5 separate regions of the Mus musculus genome follow, and all the other regions are linked to region 3. A link is a contact called in public promoter capture Hi-C data. All regions are on one chromosome and are shown on one strand. The core of a region is the stretch at or near the end of the contact, and the rest is flanking DNA. Distances in the headings are between cores, read along the strand shown.

What was found. Promoter capture Hi-C pulls out the DNA fragments that hold promoters and counts their contacts.
Region 1: a contact with region 3 is called in a promoter capture Hi-C map of liver, with 4 times the contacts expected there. The contact joins the promoter of Enho here to the promoter of Reck in region 3.
Region 2: a promoter capture Hi-C map of pre-B cells shows a contact between it and region 3, with 7 times the contacts expected there. The contact joins the promoter of Ncbp1 here to the promoter of Reck in region 3. A contact is called at or near these places in 1 of 39 promoter capture datasets (pre-B cells) and 2 of 115 datasets of contacts at active chromatin or transcription factors (astrocytes and large pre-B cells).
Region 4: a promoter capture Hi-C map of liver shows a contact between it and region 3, with 4 times the contacts expected there. The contact joins the promoter of Dctn3 here to the promoter of Reck in region 3. A contact is called at or near these places in 3 of 39 promoter capture datasets (cranial neural crest, hippocampal neurons and liver).
Region 5: a promoter capture Hi-C map of pre-B cells shows a contact between it and region 3, with 6 times the contacts expected there. The contact joins the promoter of Xpa here to the promoter of Reck in region 3. A contact is called at or near these places in 2 of 39 promoter capture datasets (liver and pre-B cells).

What each region holds. Positions count from the first base shown.
Region 1 is chr4:41,638,999-41,641,698 of GRCm38.p6, reverse strand. Enho (energy homeostasis associated) reads left to right here and starts at 1,397. Exons shown (of 2, transcript NM_027147.1): 1 at 1,397-1,785; 2 at 2,698-2,700.
Region 2 is chr4:46,137,206-46,139,905 of GRCm38.p6, reverse strand. Ncbp1 (nuclear cap binding protein subunit 1) reads right to left here and starts at 1,395. Exons shown (of 23, transcript NM_001033201.3): 1 at 1,020-1,395. The coding sequence starts at 1,053. It overlaps Tstd2 (thiosulfate sulfurtransferase (rhodanese)-like domain containing 2), which reads left to right and starts at 1,431. Exons shown (of 10, transcript NM_173033.3): 1 at 1,431-1,526.
Region 3 is chr4:43,874,242-43,876,941 of GRCm38.p6, reverse strand. Reck (reversion-inducing-cysteine-rich protein with kazal motifs) reads right to left here and starts at 1,412. Exons shown (of 21, transcript NM_016678.2): 1 at 1,237-1,412. The coding sequence starts at 1,336.
Region 4 is chr4:41,721,800-41,724,499 of GRCm38.p6, reverse strand. Dctn3 (dynactin 3) reads left to right here and starts at 1,337. Exons shown (of 7, transcript NM_016890.4): 1 at 1,337-1,465. The coding sequence starts at 1,370. Arid3c (AT rich interactive domain 3C (BRIGHT-like)) reads left to right here. Exons shown (of 8, transcript NM_001017362.2): 8 at 167-664. The coding sequence ends at 267.
Region 5 is chr4:46,195,046-46,197,745 of GRCm38.p6, reverse strand. It overlaps Xpa (xeroderma pigmentosum, complementation group A), which reads left to right and starts at 1,435. Exons shown (of 6, transcript NM_011728.2): 1 at 1,435-1,697. The coding sequence starts at 1,526.

The sequences.
Region 1 (2,700 bases), core at 148-2,647, 2.2 Mb after region 3:
CCCCACTGTTTCCAGGATGAAATCTGAACCCCTGCGGCTAGGTCACAAATTCACTGGCATTATACTCAGATGTGCGACCATATGTCTCTCTCTTTCCTATAACTGATCTGATCCCTCTCACAATACCCCCACCCTGCTGGGTAACAGGGGGGAACTAAAATTAATCCATCCTGACAAACTCCACGGGGTCCGTAGTTTATTTTAGACAGCCTCTAACACAGCAGCTTCAGATGATTCAGCCCTTGAGATGGCTTTACACTCCCCTTTCTCCTTTTCTTGGAAGGAGGAGCCCTGCCCCTTAGCCACCTGGTCTTGGCTTGTCAGCTGACATTTGCTGAGATGTGGTTGGTATGGTATAAATGAATTAGTGAGAACCTAAGAAGTAGCTATTACTATGACAGTTTTATTGAGAAGAAAGCTTCGTTTAAGAGAGTTAGAAAGTGGAACCAGGAACCAACACCACTGTGACTCCAGTATGCATTTTGCTGTGAGTATAGTATTCTGAGGGAAGTTAAGGCTGGATGTGGGGCCATGGGTCTCTGACTGTCCATGGACAATATGTGATAGAAGCCACACACAAGTACACTTAAGAATCACTAAAGGGCCAGAAATGTAGCTCCTTGCATGTGTGAGCCCTGCTACTTAAGGGTCTGAGAGGGGAAGGCCTACTTGACTGCTCCTGTCCAAGCTACCTTGGTCTCAGAACTGTTAGGATGGAGAGTCAGGCCATCCATGCCGTCTGGATCTAGTTCAGCCAGAGCTGGGCCATTCTTCAGGTGTCTCAAGTTCCCTCCAGCAAGCCATGCACAACCCTGTGACCAACACTGGGTGAGAAATCAGTAAAACGCAACAAAGGTCATGAATTCCCAGAGATCACACTGTTATTAGGACTAGGGGCAATCTACAGGCGCTGTAAAGTGGACATGAGGTACTCTACACTCTACTGGGAGAGGGATATGTAGAAAGATGATAGGTGAGGAGGGTCAGGTGTGGAGGCACATGGACTTTCTCAGATAATAGAAACAGACTTCTCTCAGATATGGAGGGGTGGACGCTTCACATGTGGGGGTGCATTCCAGGTGTGGAAGATGCAAGAAATCCCTGCAAAAAGGTGGGCTGACCCTTCACCTTTTCAAGGGATGGATCAAAACAAAGTGGCCCCTATATACCCCTCCTCTCACCCTTCCCAAGCCCCTCCCTCCTTCTCTCCTGCACCAGGATGGTCGTGTCCCACCCCAGAGCACAACCAATGGCGCGGGAACTTGGCCCGGACAGCCAATTGAACGGCGGCAGCGGCACAGAGATGGCTCCTCCCCCAAAGGGCCGCAGGCCGCTGGCCACTCACGAGGCGGGGCTCTCCGCTGTTTTTTGCTGCCCGCCGAGCTCAGCCGAGCTCAGCCGACTCCCTCCCGCCGTAGCCGAGCCCAGCCGAACGCAGCCGAGCCCAGCCGAACTCCTCGACGCTCCTGCCGCCGCCGCCCGAGTGCTGCCGAGCGAGAGAGCGAGCGAGCGAGCGAGCTAGCGGCCCCGGCCGCGGAGGAGGCGCCGCCCCAGGGGGAGGAGGTGCCCGCTCTCCGCAGACCGCCCGCGGCAGAGGCCGGCCCGGTCGCGCCCCGGCGGGAGCGGCCGGCGGAGGCTGCGCGGCCCAGGGGGAGGGCCCGGGGAGTGGACGTCGCCCCTGCCCGCCTCTCGCCGCCCCCCGCCCGCAGGCTCTGGAGCCTCAGTCGGCGCTGAGCATCCCGTTGTCCCGGACCCTCTCGCGGGCGCGCACCGGGCTCAACTCAGGTAAGGGGGGCTCCCCTACGGGCAGAGGGTCGAAAAACAGAGATCTTGGACGAGTATAAAGAGGCAGTGACCCACACAGAGACAGAGAGACACACAGCTTGGAGGAGAGATAGACACAAAGGCAGAGACACATGCAAGACGCACAGAACCACCGATACCGACCCCATGGAGACCTGTCCCCGAGGGCAAAGGGACATGCAGTCGTGAAAAGAGACAGTGATACACAGAGAGACTGGTAGAGAAATGAGACTCAAGACACTCAGAGATAGGGACACAGAGAGACAGGCAGCCACACACCTTCAAAGAGGTGTGTTTGCAGAGGCAAGGATGCAGATCCAGCGAGAGACAGAGGGACAGGAAGATGTACGTTCAGACACACACCTGATCCAGAGAGGCAAAGTCCCAGGGAAAGGTACACCTAGGCACACAGCCTTGGGTATACAGAACCCACACGTTCCTGCCAGAGCCTCCACAAAGTTCCCTCTGTGTGAGCTGGCACCTCTGCAGGTCTCCTGGACTGGCTGACTGCAGCCCTCAGAAAGGAGAGGATGCCCTAGCCACTACAATCATGGTCATAATCTTCCTCCTGGGCCTTAAGCCACCTCAGTCCCGCCCACCAACAGCACATCTGAAGGGCTAGAAGCATGGTGGGCAGGGCTAGGCTGTACCCACCAGTTCCGAGGAGAATGAGAAAGAGGCTGCCTGCCTACTATAGCTTCCCCACTCTGGCTGCACCACAGCACCCAGGGGCTCAGAGCCAGGCCTGAGGGCGGAGGTGCTGGCTTTGTGGGGTACCTGAGACTGCTGGGACTCACTGCTCTCTGCCTGAGGCCAAAGATGGAAGCTGTCCCCCTAGGCTTCAGCCCACTTCTTCCTCCTCACCTCCGTCTACTTTCCTCTGTACTTCCTCAGGCC
Region 2 (2,700 bases), core at 146-2,645, 2.3 Mb before region 3:
GGGGAGGGAGGGCTTTTTTTCTCAACGATGTCAGCATTTATCTGTGTGTATCACCTCTGAGACATTAGCAGTTGACAAAATAAACATCATCATGAACTACTGGTGAGCACAATATCTCATTTAGCCCCCCGTAGAAACCAAATGGCTTAGTATTATCCACAGTCCACGCTTAGGTTTAAGAAGTCATATGACCCTGACAAGATCACATAGTAAATAATCGAGATGTCGAGCTTCGAACCTAAACCCTTCGGTTCTAAAGTTTTTTCTTGCCTTAACCCTTTGGACCTAACACTAACAGCTCCAAGTGTGTTCTTGAAAGGCAATAATGGTGCAACAAAACAAAATTTATGGCAACACAACGACGTCCTTGCCGGCGACCATCAAAACTGACATGAGAATTAATAATCTGCTCGGGTTTTCCTGCACTTTCTTATAAGGGAAATATGCTTAAAGCCAATCCAACAAAACACCCCGTGCCTGTTTATTAGTGACCTCTGGGGTGTTGGTATTCTTTTTTTGAAGCCTAAAAGAGGGGAATCAGCGGGTGGCAGGTGGAGGAGAAGGGCTCAGATTGCAATACATCCGACCTCTGTCATAGCTTTGTTCTTTTCCTGTCTTCCCAGGGTCCTTTCCAAGTACACCCTGGAGGGCTAAAAGGAAAACACTGGTCCACTAGATATATCTCCTCCACTAAGTGATCCTAAGAGGCAGCAGCAGACAGACACACGTGCGGTTTCCATGATCAGTAGTGAGGGATTAAGTCCTCAGTGTCGCGGGACCCCAGGTCGGATTTGCTCACGGGATTCACCAGGCCTTCCTTTCCCATGACTGAAGGAGATGGGGTAGCAGGGAGGCCGTCGCTTTCCCGAAGCCACTATCCACAACCGAGCCAGCAGCCTCCCTTTGGGGCTCCCCGAGCCCTCCCGGGGAGAAAGGATTCCTATCCGTTCCCGGGAGACTGAAGGCGAGCCCGGCCTCGGTTCTCACCCGGACGCAGTGGCCAGGCCGAGAGCACTTACCATCGTTCTCGTAGCTGTGCCGCCTCCGCGACATGCTGCTTGCTGGTGCGCAGCCGATCTGAGTTGCTAGCCGCCTGCAACCCCAGAACCGTCGGGCTGCCGGCCGGCCGGTGCGCGGTCAGCGGCGAGGCGCGCGGACTGAGCGGCGCGCAGGCGCACTCGCTTACGACGCCTGCCGGAAGCGCGTGCAGAGGGGCACCGGATGGGCTCCGCAGTGGAAGGCCGGCGTCTGCAAGTCCAATTGCGGCCGCCTCCTCCGGCTTTCCACCCCGGGCCCTTCTGGACAGCGAGCTAAATTATCCGGGCCGCAGCGATCCCGCCTCGGCTTTATACAGGCCCGGCGGGATTTTCCCGGCGGCCCCTGCGCCGACGACTTAGGAGACTTCCGGAGAAAGGTGACGGCTCAGGGACTCTCTGCGCACGCGCGCGCCGGGGGGCGTGGGCTCGAGGGCGGGGAGCAGCGCCAAGTTGGTGAAGGGAGACCCAGGAAAGGCCTAGGGTTTGCGGGTAGGTGTTCTCTCTTTCTCTCTCGCCATCCCGCTGTAGACGCCTCGGGAGACCTGAGCGGGGAGGAGGGCAAGCCACTTTCAGCGGTAGGGAATCCAGGCCCGTCCGGCTGAATCTGCTCACTGTAGTCCTACTGCCTACTTCTCCCAGCTGACGGACGCCCCAGCTACTGATCGGTGTGGTTCCAATTGTTCTATTCCTCTGCACGTGTACAGTATGTGGACGTCCTCTGCCCTGTGATGGACACCAAACTGTCTTGTCCATGGTCTAGCCCAAACTTTTCCTTCAGTCTTACCTGTTACAGTAAATGGCCGTTTCGGTAGTTTGCTTAAATCCAAGAATTTAGGGAGGAGTCATTAGCTCCTTCACTTCCTGTGTTACAGTTTATCCACTAACACTGCCTGCTATACTCTGAGAGCAAGTCTAGTCAAACTTATTTACTATGCTTAAAACTCTTCACAGACTTAAAGCAATATTTTATGTATTTGTAAGTCTGTACATCATCCTGGAACTGGAGTTTCAGACTCTCTGTGAGCAAGGAGGAGAGTGCGCGGGAGCGGGGTGGGGGTGCTGAATCCCGGGTCTTCTGCTAGAGCAGTAAGCACTCTTAACCAGTGAGCCATCTTGCCATCTTTCCGGCTCTACTTCTCTTTGTTTATTTTAAAGATTATCGTTTTTCTATTCTTTTCATTTATTTATTCGTACATGCAAGCAATCCATCTTTCCAGGAATTTCCACTGCGAATTCCAAACTATGGCTTCTTGGGTTCTGTTCCCGTCATTGTGTGTAAACCACCATGTTCTTCTGCTAAAGTCCAGCTTGTTCACATTTTAGGAATCAAGACTTATTTTCTTTATCTGTTGGTCTCTGCTCTGAAATTTACATGACTAACTGTCAGGGACCTACAGAGTTATTTCTCTGACTCCTCAACTCTTGCTTTATTTCATTCAGCAAGTACTATATTGTATTAATTAACATTTGTCACCGTCTGTACATGGGACAACGAGACGGTGTTCAGGATACTGAAGCCCTAAGTGACCCTCTCAGGAATGATCACAGGTACTGTAGTCTGACGGACTTAATAGCAAAGGGCGAGTGGTACAAATTATCACTCATCCTTTGCTATTGAGGACAGATTATCCAGAGTAAGACTTTGGAAGAGTCCTCCAAGAAA
Region 3 (2,700 bases), core at 163-2,662:
GCCCTACTCCACAACAGTGGGATAAGAAGGGGGTAACTAGTATTCTTTAGACATCTTTGGACTAACTAGAACACAGAGAGATAAGCTGGATTAGTCAAGAATTCACAGTATTCTTTCGTCCCTTTTCTATTGGTTTCCTTACTAGTTTATAGTTAAATTTAGAATTCAAATAATTAACTAATCCCAGGTTCCTGTCACAATCTTCTTCAAATGCCTTCCTTTAAAATAAATAAATAAATAAATAAATAAAGCATCAACCAAAACTCCTTAATTTTAACTTCTCAGGCTTTCTTGAAAACTTCCTTGAGACTGGGTATGTTTTTCCCCTGAGTGCCTCTCCCTGTAAGCAACACACTCCTCCGTTACTTTTGTTATAAAAATTCCATTCATCTTTCGATGGCTAGTATAGGTAGACACTCGGTTTTTCTCATCTTCTAGGTGAATGTCAACGTTCCTCTGTGCACATGCAGCCCCACCCGCATCTCTCCTCTGAACCTGTCTGCCTGAATTCAAACTGCTTAGCGCTCCTGTCTTCCACCACCTATCAGCCTGAGGTGTCCCGGGAAGCACGAGTTCGTGTCACATCCGAACGCTGAGCAAGCGCAGGAAGGACAATCCTAAGCGGTCAAGCTTTCCATCCATCTCTGGTGCAACTGCTTTAACAGAGCCCTAGAACACACCTCTCTCCCGAAGCCAAGCCGCCACGGGGTGATTTATCGATGTGTAGTCAACCCCCACCCCACCTTACCCCATCCCCCAGCCGGGTCTCAGACCCACGGTGCACCCGCCAGGCAACCTTGTGGACCCTATCAAAGTTCACCGCCACTCAGGCCAAGTCAGTCAAATTAACAAGTGACAACAACTGACTGGGCAGCAGCAGGGGAGCTGCACCTACGTATCCCTTCCGCCCAGCGGTGCTATCCGGAGCCCAGGCACCTCCCTGTTTTCTGACAGGGACCCTGGCCAGGGACCAGGGTCCGGCAGGGCAAGGGGCCCCTGTCTGGGAGGTGACAGAACAAGGCCTCGAACCCCAGTCACCACCCCAGGGTTCGCAAGATCTTCAGGGAGAAGAAGACGAGGGCGGAGAGCGGCCTCCGGGTCGGGCTCCAGCCCGGCGTTCCTGACCGCCGCCCGCGGGTCTGGGGGCACGCGCACCCCGCCCCCGGCTCCGCGCCATCTTGGAGCGCTGAGGCACTCCTCAGGACCGCCCCGATCGTGGCTCCCGCGGCTACTCACCCGCGCTGCCCGGGGCCAGGCCCCCCGTCACCTCCGCGACCCCCGCCGCGGCCAGCAGAAGTAGCAGCGCGCTGCGCGGGGAGGCCCGGACGCTCGCCATGTCCGGGCCGGGTGGGTCCGAAGCCGCGGGATGCTCGGACCCAGCCTGGCCGTAGCAACCCCTGGCACCAGGCCCCGCCCCCGGCGCCTTGGCTCTCTGGTGATTGGCTGCGGCTCGCTGAAGCCCCGCCCCGGCCGCTCAGAGTTTTCAAAACCTCCCGGGGGGCGGCAGCGCGCCCTGGACCCTGGCTCTTTGTTATGGGCCAGCTGTGTGTCGCCTTCGGACTCGGGCTCCCGGGCTGCGGTCTTCAAACGGGAAGTCAGAGGCTGGAGACCCCTGTGGAATGCCTCTGTCCCGTGTCGGGGCACATAGGGGGTGGGGAGCCCGCAGCTCAGGGGCGACTGGCCTGCCGAGATCACTCTGCAGGTCCGTCTGATTTGCAAGGGCTAAGTCAAAGCTGAACTGTAGGGCGTGCACCCCTAGTTGAATCCTCCAGAACACTCTTACTATCCTGTCCAAAGGCTGCCTCGACCTAAAGAAGGCGTGTTACCTGGCCTCCCCTCAAAGCCAAAGGGCTCTGCTGAGGGCACGGATTCACAGGCTGGCTTCGCTGTTAATACCTATTGCACTCAGAGAAAGGGTCAGGGCAGCCTGTATGACTAGACTTAGAGAGCCTTGAAATTCAGAATTGGTTCGAGAGGATTTGGAGATGAATCTTTGAGCAGCTACTCCGGAGAATGTTCCAGAGGACCTAGGAATCAAAGCGAATTCATTGTGGAGAAACGCCCCCCACCCCCCACCCCCCCCTTTTTCCTGGCTACCTGGCCCTTGAACAGATAGCTCGTCCAGTTTAGAGACTTGCTGTTCAGAAGTGAAGCCAATTGCTTATTTCCAGATTCCTCTATTCAGGTCACTAACAGCAGCTTTCTCCTGCGACAGATGGTAACTATGACTGTAATGAAAAGAACAAAGTCTTGACACCCTCCTCGAGTCCAGATTGTACACTACTCCCGACTAGCCCCGTGTCTGTGGGTGAGGACATTTTTACTTCTGAGCCTCCCCCCCACCCCAACCCTCATGCTGGCCTTCTTGATAAGATTAATGAACGTATTGTGTTTATTTACTTATTTTGAAGACAGGATCTCATACAGCTCAGGCTGACCTTGAGTTTACAATGAAGCCAAGGCTGGCCCTGATTTCCTGATCAAGCGCACAGGAACCCAGTCTCATATTGTATTTAGAATGTCTCAGACAGTGCTTGACCCAGTGAATAATTGAGATATCTGAACTCAGGCCATGGGGCTAACTGGCTGAACGTATTTCCCACTCTGCCCCTACTACTTTGTGCTTCTTCAAAACAACAGACTTTCTTTATTAAAAACACTGAGGACAAGCCGGGCGTGGTGGTGCATGCCTTTAATCCC
Region 4 (2,700 bases), core at 88-2,587, 2.2 Mb after region 3:
TGTCTGCTTTGTCACAGATCTGTGAGTATTTATTGCGCACCTACTTCAAGCTACCCACAACGGCATAGGAGCTTCTCACTGGTCAGAGGGACTTGTCCGTGCTTTGTGGGAGTCCCACATTCTCTCGTTTATTTTTTAATTTTACATCTCTTATACCCTTTATCAGGTATCCTCTTTGCTCGACGCCAACCTGTGCCAGCTTCCTTGGGTCCAACCAATCCTCCACCTCTACCCTCTACAGGGCCCCCTTCCAGTACCTTGCCCTGAAAGCAGCTACTGAGAACCAAGAGTCCCAATATCATTGCTTAGGGGGGGAGAAGGCACCCTCCTACCTTGATTCTTTCAGGATGTGACGCCCACTCTGGGATCCAGTCCTGGTTGATGTCAGCATGCCACCTCCACACCAAAGGGATTTATATTACGTTCCATCTACCTCACCGTAAAAGGCAGACACTGTCTCCCTAGCTAATTTCAGCAGCATCTACCAAAGAGCTTTCCCCCGAGAACCCCTATCACTCCGTCATGTAACCCCTATGTCAGTGTCACCTTTGGTACCCCACCTCTTTGAGTCAATTCTGCTCCTTTTCAGGAAGCAGGTGAAGGATTGGATTTGAATGTGAAGATGTCCCTTGGGTTGCATCTGGAAAATAAAATTGTACTTCCCGTGTCTCCTGTGCCTCCTCTTCTTGCTTGGGTCTGGGAGGTGGGGGATCCACAGACTACATTGAGCTGTCCAAGTGGAAGCAGAAGAACAAAGCTCTGAGAGAATAGAAGAGCACTTTTTTTTGAAGGGAAGCAAGCTTTCTCTACATTGTTCCCTGACTGGTCTTGAACTCACTGTGTAGAGCAGGCTGGCCTCAAACTTACAGTCATCCTTCTGTCTCTCCTTTCTCTCCTAGCACCACCACACAGAGCGCGGTCACAAATCAGACTGTTTGGGTGTACGTCCTGACAACAAGAGGCTTACGTACAAATCACTTGATCTTTAAAAGATTCCAAAAATGTATGGTGTCTCTCCCAAGAAGCTGCCTACTGATCTATGGGTATAAACCTATCTTGGAATAATAGGTATATTTATACGCTAACTCTCAGGGAATGGGGGAGGGGAGGAAATCTCTTCGAATCTTGGATTTAGAGCACTAAAAGTCTTGACAACCAAGTCCTGGAAACCAGGGTAGAACTAGGACCCAGAACGTTACCTAGGTAACCAGATTGCTTTGACATCGGTTATTTCCGACATCCAAAGCCTAAACAGTGACGTCACTTCCTACAAGGCGTGACGGTGCTCTCGGATTGGCCAGTCTTCTTATTTAGGCGGACGTCCCACCCTCAGGCTGTTCCGGGTTGCTGCGGCCAGGCTGCAGAAACGATGGCGGCTCTGACCGATGTGCAGCGGCTACAGTCTCGAGTGGAGGAGCTGGAGCGCTGGGTGTACGGGCCGGGCGGGACCCGAGGCTCCAGGAAGGTGAGGGGTCCGGTCTATTGATCCGTTTGTGGGGCAGAGCGGGACAGGAGCGGTCCACTGGCCCTGCCCTAGGGTCGGATGCTACCACTTCTGTCAGGTCGTCCTCAGCCCAGGCTCTGAAATAAATAACAAAGATCTAGAACCTCCTGGTACCAATCGGACCCTTGAGGTCCGTTCCCGAGGGGATTGGGATGGGGGAGATGCTTAAGCCTTTTTAAGATGGGTTCGGTGACAACTTTCACAAAAACTCCGCGCGCTCACAGGCGTTCTAAGGAGACCAGACGCATTTAAAAATTGATTAATGGGAGTTTCAGTAAGAGCTGAAGCCCGCAGTGGAGTGTCATCCTAGAGCCATGCAAAATTAATTGCTAAATGAATTACGCGTAGACAGGAGTCCTAGAGGAGGCAGAGCACAGGTGCTACAGGCTCCAAAGGGTGAGCGGTGAGGTCTGAGCAGGCCCAGAAAAGGAAGATTAGTAATTGAGCCCTAAGTGTCCAGATGTGGGCGAACATCGTGTCTGAATTTTGACAAAAATTTAGAGGTGCCCTAAAATCCCTTTTTACGATGTTGAAACCATTTACTGGAGCGCTTCTGGTAGAATTAAGAATGTTCTGGAACAAAGGTAATGATGTGTCTCTGTATTTTTTTGTAAAATTGTCACCAGCACATTCTGTTCCAGTTTGAGAACCAACTTTTCGAAACACTCTCCCCCTTTGGCATCTATTTGTGTGCCTTCCCTTGTGTGTTAGTCCCTTAAATATTAGTATTCACCTTTTACACAAGCCTTGAGTGAAGTCGTTCATTTCCTCAGCCTCCGGCTCCAGCTGACTCTTGACTGTTAGAATCCTAAGTCCTAGGCAGGCTCGTTCACTGCCGTGATTTCAGTTACTCATTTCACGTCTTTATGTTTCCAGTGTGTAGCTCTGTTTCAGACTTTCCGAGAACCCGATTGATCTTTGTCTACTGGTCTCCTCCACTGGGCTATCCCGCAGACATCTTAAGCTCAAACCCTTAACTACTAACTGTATTCTGCCTCTAAACTGATTCTCTTCTGTATTCTCTACGATGGGGATTGCACTGTCTTTGGGATCCCAGAGTGTTCCGTCTCCTGTACTAGACTTGATGTGGAGGGTATGAGGCTAGAGCTAGGCCAGCCAGTTCGTTCCCCAGCCTTGAGCTAAGAAAGACCTGGGTGAGGGTATTTGCATATATCATGCCCAAATATAGGGGTTAG
Region 5 (2,700 bases), core at 186-2,685, 2.3 Mb before region 3:
TTTTGCTCTGAGCAAACCCGTAGCCTTTGTCACCCAGTGGAGTGTACAGATGAGGGCGAGCACTCTTCCTTTCTGAAGAGGGAGACTGCTTTGAGCTGAGGCGCCAGCTCACAGTTCAGACCTGGTTACCTGAAACTCTATCACAAAAAGTCCCTGAGCCAAAGGAGAGGGAGTTAACCTGGAAAGGAAGAACAAGTTGCCAAGAGTTTCAAAACACTGGGGCTCAGGACGCACCTGAGCCACACCCTGCAACCTGTCAGATTCGGTGCTTTGTGGGGGAGAGGATTCTGAGCACTGGCCACTCTCAGAGGTTATTTTGGGGGAGATCCTGTTACCTCATTCCCTCAGCCACCAAGCCAGAAATGTGCAGAGACTGTGGTGGTCATCACAGGTGCTGCCACTTAAGGTTTGGTGCTACCCAGGGGTGGGGTGGAGGTGGGGTTCTTTATAATTCTGGTGCTCAGATTCCCTGCTCTGGCCAGAAAATACATCCACAGAGTTGCACAATCATCAAGAGTGTCTAGTTCTAGAATTCTCATCACCTCAGGAGGCAGCCTCATACCTACAGAGGAGCATCTCCTCCTGGTTACTCCTTAGCTGCAAACTCTAGGAACCTCTGGACTGCTTTCTGTTATGGCGGGCTTGCTTATTCTGTGAGTTTCACATAAACATATGCATTTGTGAATGGCTTTTTCCTCTTAGAGTAACATTTTCAAAGTTCAGTCATGTCGTAGCATGGACCAGCGCTTCATTTTTCTCATGTTTGAAGAAAAATAGTTCATTGTATGGTAATACTATGCATTGTTTAGCCATTCAAAAGTTGATGGACATTTGGGTAGATTCCAGCTTTTGGTTTTCGGGAGCAGCTATGCTATGAACAAGCCCCCTGGCACATCGGTCCAAAACACGGGGAGTAACAATGTGCATTTCTTTTCCAAAGCCATCTTTGGAAAGATGGCTCACACAGGAGGAGTCACTGCCACATCACGTTTCCCCCACTGGATGAAAACAAGGGTTTCATTTGTGTATAGAATGGCCAGTCTGTTGTCATGGGGCTGTCTGGCTCTCCATGTGGCTATGGCTTTGGCTCTCTACCCATGGCCCGCAGCTGGGTTTGGAGCTCATACCACGTCCCACTTTTCTCTGTTGCCTTCCTGTTTTCTCATGCTTTTTAGCTGTCACACAGCCATTCTTTCCCAATGCTCTTTTCCATGTTCTCTTTACTTTTGGAGACAGGGTCTCATGTAGCTCAGGCTGGTCTGGAACACAGGGATGACTTTAAAGTCCTGATTCTCCCCCATCGCTTAGTCCGGATTGTTTGTCAACAAGTGCACTATCATCTCTTCCGCCACCACTCCTCGGCTGCGCAGGCGTACTGCCTCGCCCTTCATAGGCTTTTCCACCAGGACTCCTCGACTGCGCATGCGTAGCTCTTCTCCTTGCCTGGTGATGGAGTAGGGCCGGGTACTTGTGGCTCCGCTGTTCACCAACAATACGCGTTCCCTTCCTACGGAGTGTGTAGGCGATGGCGACGGCCGAGGAAAAGCAGACGTCACCTGAGCCCGTGGCCGCGGACGAGCCCGCGCAGCTGCCGGCCGCCGTACGCGCGAGCGTGGAGCGGAAGCGACAGCGGGCACTGATGCTGCGCCAGGCTCGGCTGGCTGCGCGGCCCTACCCCGCGGCGGCGGCCACCGGAGGTGGGGTCCCCTCCACGGGCGCGCGTAGGGCCTCCCTCCCGCGGGTTTGTGACCGCATCCCGGGCCTTCCCGCTGCGCCTTGGCCGCCCGCTCTGGCTCGGTGTGCGGGAACAGCCGAGCACGCCCGCGTCTCTGTGGTCCCTGGCCTTCCCTGTCGTGCCCTTTGCCCGGCACGTCTATGGTGCAGAGCTTTCAGCCTGCGCCGTCTCCCAGGCCAGCACCCAGCAGAACTGACCCTGACCCAGTCTTTTACATGGGCCGCGCCTTCCAGGGCTCAAAGTAGAATAACACTCGCAGAGCCTAGCACTTGGGAGTTACTCTATTGTATTCTTATGGACACCTTGGAAAATGGAAAGGGCAGGGCTTGGTAACCCTGTTTTACTGAGTGGCATGTTGCCCTGGGTTCATTTTGGCTATACTTGGCATTTTAGGGTAGCCCCTGTCTTGCTGTTTTCCGGTTTTAATGTCCGTTGTGCTTTAGGCTGCTGGTATTGCTCTTTGGAGTAATTCACCCGAGTTATTTCTACAAAAGTAATTTACTTCTTTTCAATCCCTCTTTCACAACTCCACTATATATATATATATGTGTGTGTGTGTGTGTGTGTGTGTGTGTGTGTGTGTATGTATATACATATATACATATACACACATATGTATGTATATATTTATATATATATACACACACATATGTGTGTGTGTGTTAAGTACTTGTTTTGGCAGCAGGTATAAATAATAATGCGTATATTTTATGGCTGTTTGTACCTTTAGACTTGCCATTGAATTTGATTTGTTGCTCTTGACCAGCAGAGCTGGCTTGTAACTAACTAGCTTAGATTTGAATCTTTCAAAATAAATCGAAAGCCCTTACTTACCATTTTGTAAAGTAAAAAGTACTTTTCATTATCTTTGTTGGTTATAGTGCAGATCTTGTAAGTCCGAAATTGCACCCTCAGTTTCTCATTATTTGTAGGCGGATGGACACTGTTGGATAAATGGCTTACCA